Regions from separate parts of the Arachis hypogaea genome. Here region 1 is linked to region 2. Evidence: chromatin contacts called from public Hi-C data. All regions are on one chromosome and are shown on one strand. Each heading gives the region's core, a stretch centred on a gene start, on an enhancer-like site or on the middle of the called end of the contact. The rest is flanking DNA. Distances are from core to core; before and after follow the strand shown.

The links. A called contact is a pair of places that touch in the nucleus more often than the background predicts.
Region 1: a Hi-C map of leaf shows a contact between it and region 2, with 7 times the contacts expected there. The contact joins the promoter of LOC140183134 here to the promoter of LOC112784977 in region 2. A contact is called at or near these places in 2 of 8 Hi-C or Micro-C datasets (both in leaf).

What each region holds. Positions count from the first base shown.
Region 1 is chr20:103,860,198-103,862,897 of arahy.Tifrunner.gnm2.J5K5, reverse strand. It overlaps LOC140183134, which reads left to right and starts at 1,307. Exons shown (of 3, transcript XM_072231152.1): 1 at 1,307-1,829; 2 at 2,250-2,700. The coding sequence starts at 1,307.
Region 2 is chr20:103,601,170-103,603,869 of arahy.Tifrunner.gnm2.J5K5, reverse strand. It overlaps LOC112784977 (RING-H2 finger protein ATL74), which reads left to right and starts at 1,424. Exons shown (of 1, transcript XM_025828372.3): 1 at 1,424-2,700. The coding sequence starts at 2,411.

The DNA.
Region 1 (2,700 bases), core at 58-2,557, 260 kb before region 2:
TTTTAAAATATAACAAAAAAAATTAACTATTAAATATATATCTTTTAAAAATATTTTAAGATTTAGATTTTGATACGTTTTTTAAAACCTATTAGAAAAATAAATATTTTAAATAAACTGTAATATTTATAGATCAAATAGATAATTTTTCCAACTGTTTTTGTTAATAGCCAAAAATATAATAAAAAATTATCATCTAAAGATCAAATTTTAGTTTATATTTTTAGATACATTTTTTTTAAATAGATATTTGAATATTTGAATATTCTCATTAAATTTCAGATTAAATACATGAATAATTTTGTAATCACAAAATTTGTTTACTGTTTATTAAAAGTAATATATTTTGTTATTTTTATCTTATTTTAAAATAATTTTTATCATTAATAAATTTTGAAAATATTTTTATTAGTATTTTAATACTTTCCACGAAAAAAGAAATTCAAAGTTTACAAAGAAAAATGGAAGTTACCCACCTAAGGGGAAAATCTCTTCTCTTTTTGTCTGTATTTTCTTTTGATTGCAATATTATAGTTGGTAATCACTGGCAGCACGTATGAGTCATTTCAAATGACTAATTCGTGAATAAACAATCCTATAATTTTAAGTGTCGGTTACTTTTGACATCTTCTAAATCTAATTCTACTAATTAAGCGGACACTAATATAATTCTATAACTTAAAGTAGCATGCATTGATGTGACTATAATACTAATAAAAGTTATGGTAATACAATTAAAGAATCCAATGGTCTCAACTAAAATTCCTAAGCCTTTTCTAGGTGAAAGAATGGTAGTAACTTTCTATGCATGACAATAATTTGGTTGATTGAATCAAATTAATATCATGTAGGGTTTATATTTTTTTTGGTTTATTCAAATGGTATCTCCCAATCTTAAGGGTCTACCGTTGATCAATAAATTGCTGCATACATAAAGTGGGGTTCGAACTCCCGACACTTGCTTAAGCAAACGAGTAAACTGACCACTCGACCAACCCAAATTGGTTATGTAGGGTTTATATAATTAGAATGATATGAACATGGGAGGAAAAGTATCATGAAGTTCAGTAAGCACAATAACTAACTCGCATTAACCAATTTGATGATAAAACAAGGCCTTTACTTTTAAATTACTAACTTCATTTGTTAAGGGTGAATTATAAAGTACAGATGCAAATTTATGGATATTCTGTTTTATTCACAAACAAAGTAACAACACAATGAGCAACAAATCAGAGACTCAGAATCCTCATATAATTGCTATAACGGTGGAGGGTGCCAGCCTTTAAGTGGCACCCAAAGAAATATGAAACTACTCTTGTGGAATTGTCGGGGTTTGGGGAGATCCCTGACAATCCACAATCTTAAAGGGATTTGCAAATCTTACTCTCCCGAAGTTGGTTTTATCTGTGAAACAAAAAATCAATCTCGACAAGTTGAAGGAAAACTAAGATCTTGTGGTTTCAAAGAATGGTTTATTGTGGATCCGGATGGATTATCAGGGGGTTTGGCAATGGCATGGAGGGATGGTTGCACTATTCAGATTTTACAGCATGGTAGATTCTTCATTGCGGCATCAGTTCTGACAGCTAGTTCTAATGATCCCTATGGTGTTCTAGGTGTTTATCTCAGTTCAAATGATCAACATAGAATGGCTCAGTTTGCTGAATTAACTTCAGTCTCCCAACAGTTCGATGGTAAAATTGTGTTAATGGGTGATTTTAATGCCATTTCTAATCAATTGGAGAAAGCATGTGGGGGTGCTAAATCTCCTTCTTCTATTAAAACCTTTAACAGGTTTATTAATGATAATTCTCTAATTGATATTGGTATGTTCGGAAGACCATTCACTTGGTCAAATAGACGGAGTGGTGATGAGTTGATATAGGAAAGACTGGACCAATTCCTGGTAGGAGTTGATTGGCAGCAACTCTATCCCAATGCAGCGGTTCTTAGACTGTCAGAATCAGGCTCAGATCACTCCCCTCTTCTCTTAGACTCTAATCCGAGAACTAAGAGATCTAAACGCCGATTCAAATTCCAAGAAAGATGGTGTTCTAATGATGAAATAAGGCAGATTGTTAGAGAGGTTTGGCACGAACAGATTGATGGTTCATCCATGTATATCCTAGCTCAAAAAATAAAGCGTTGTCGGCATAAGATTGTCAGATGGCAGCAAGAACACAGATGTAATTCGAAGGTGGAGATTGATTTACTACAGTCTGAATTAGAGGAACTTCGTTTAGTAGGAATTCATGGAGGTGATATCATTTCAGAAATAGAGGACAAACTTGAAAAAGCTTTGCAAAATGAGGAATCTTATTGGAAAGATAAGTCTAGAGTCAAATGGCTCAAATCCGGTGATCAGAATACAACTTTCTTCCATCAGAAATTTAGAAATCAAACCCGAAGGAATAGAATTTGGCAACTAACTGGCAGTGATGGTGAAGTGGCTACTTCAAATGCTAGTATTGCTTCTGTGGCTGAATCTTATTTCAAGGATATCTTTTCCTCCACTTGTCATGAGAACCCTGAACCTCTGTTTACTGATTTTGAACCTAAGGTTACAGCTCAAATGAACCGTAGGCTTCAAAGACCAGTGACTATGGAGGAAGTAAAACGTGCAACATTTAGCATTCATCCTCAAAGTGCTCCAGGAGATGATGGTATGACAGCAAAATTTTTTCAAAGCTTGTGTAA
Region 2 (2,700 bases), core at 175-2,674:
TTGACTTTGCTCACTTGATTTTCGTTCAATTGTTAGAGGATGACTAAGTGAGAGTAAGAGACAATAATCATCACAATTGAGGATGATAATGAGGATAGGAATTCTAATTCTCATTCCTTGCCAAGACTTTTTTTTAGTTGTTAGCTTATTTCTTTTGTTATTTACATTTTTGATTCATCATCTCAAAAACCCAAAAATACTTTCTCATAACCAATAATATGTACAATTCCCTGTAATTCCTTAAGAGACGATCCAATGTTTAAATACTCTCGATTTTTATTGGGTTTGACTTAAGTGACAAACAAATTAAATTTTGATTAAGGATTATTTGTTGGTTTGGAACTATAGTTACAACCGAATTATTTTGTGAAAATTCATAACCGACGATTTCCCTCCACAACTGAACTATATAAACAAAAAAAAAAAATACAATTAATGACACCAAAATTATATTGCTAGATTTTTTATTTTTATATTTTCTTATCACTATTGCAATCATTGTATAAATGCCAATATAAGTATATCACTAGATTTTTTGTTTTGATCTGTTTTTACTTTCTTCTCCGCGTCAACCAATATTTGTTGAGATAATAATTAGGTGATCCAATTTTGGGCCCTGAACACAACAGAACGAGTGAACAATTTTAATCAGATGCAGACATGCAGTAAACGATGTAGGCCAACGACAAAAACAAGGATGTTGCCCAACCATGTTGGTAGATCTAAGAGTTGTTGGGCTACACTATGCCCATTTAAGCTTTCCCATTTTCCAGAATCTCTGTAAATTTCATTATAAAAAATTCTCTGTAAATTTTAATTTAGTTGATCTACAGATATGAATTAATTTTTGCTAGCTGCCAATTCCAGAAAATCCTGCCACTGAATAAAATCAATGGAAGCATGAACATGGGTAATGTCTCAGCAAGGGGCCAACAATTCAGCAAAGTAGGTGAGGACAGTTAAACACTCAAACGGGCATTGATGGAGCTTGCATGGAGTTAAGGCAACCCAACGGGTACATGTGTCTATCTATGAAATTATTATGCAAAATCTGAAAGCCTAGGCCACTTTGTGGACCCTTTTCTTGGGCCCATAGATTGGACCTTTCTCTTCATTTGGGGTTAGAGTGGCCCATGATGTAGAAATCTAACCACACCTTCACATGCCACAACACCAAAGATTCATTGTAAAAATTCCCTATTATAGTCACATCCTCCATAGTACCTTGATGATAATTATATGTCACAATTCACGCTGTATGATTTTTCCCCTTAAATTTTGTATGCACGTTTGGCTTCTTTCGCAATCGTCTAATCCTAAACCGTCAGCTGTTTACGTCTTTTACATTCCATTATAAATTTTGTCTTTGAGATTATTATTAGCACACATAACTTCGTTTAATTATGCAACTTAATGAATTTTTTATTCATTTTAAAATCAAACAATAAGATGACTAAGAAAAGAATATGTAGCGTTAAATCTATTGTGATTGATGCCTAACCCCAAAACAGCAAAAGCCAACCTGAACAAGCTTCTTATTGTTTTTGGTTTATGATTACGATCTAAGAATGGAAAACAAGAAATATGAGTGAACATCTATTTTTATTTCTAACATTATTTCAAGTTAATGAGTTGAGTGGAGGAGTGGAAGAAGGATTTGGTGCTTAGAATAAGTGCTTTCTTTTAAATAATCTACTAATAATTTTTGATTAGGTGGGATCAGGTGCCATAATCAAAATTCCTCTGTTGATTCTTAAAAAAACGAAGAAGAAATATAAAATCAAATCAATCTGCATGTCATATCATACATATATCTCAGTGCAATAATAACCGCAAGTGATACACACACAAACCAAAAACACAAGTAGTAGTTGGTTTTGTTGTCATGCTTTCATTTCATAACATAATATCTATGTCCCAATAATAATATTGCCTCTGCATTTTTCTAAACACTAGAAACCACTCATCAACAACAACCACCACCACCATCACCTTATTGTTCTGCATCACAGTTTCGAGTCTCTTAATTTCTGTGCTCCAAAATCTAGTCCTAGTTTGCATGATGGCCTTTTGCTTATGTGGAACAAACTTTGATTGGATTAGAGTCCACACAGATCATTAAGTGAATTGAGAGCCATGTGTTTGAGTTTATGTCTCTGTGAGAAAAGTGATTGTGTTGGTTTTTCTCACCCTCAAAACAATCACATACTATTCACCACACCACCCATCTTTTCTATGATTCCTTTCTCCTTCTAACCAAAGATGCTTCTCTGAGACTCTTTATCTATTAAGAATCCTAACGCTTATTGCCCCAACTCAAAAAAGTTCCTTCTCTCCGCTCCTTCAATCCATCAAAAAGGGTACAAGAATTCTGAGTTCTTGTTTTTTGAAACATTGGTGTCTTTCAAACATGCATATAATGGCTCTTCACCATCCACACCGTTTATTACTAGACACAAGTTCAAGCTCTGGTGATGTAAATAGGACAAAAGATTCCTCCTTAGGCGACCCGAATTTCGACACCAACATGGTGATTATCTTGGCTGCTTTGCTCTGTGCACTCATATGTGCTTTGGGACTCAACTCAATAGTGCGTTGCGCTCTAAGATGTAGCCGAAGGTTGGCTTTCGAGACCCCGGACGAAGCAGCAGCGCGATTAGCGGTTAAAGGGCTGAAGAAGAGTGCTCTGCATCAGATTCC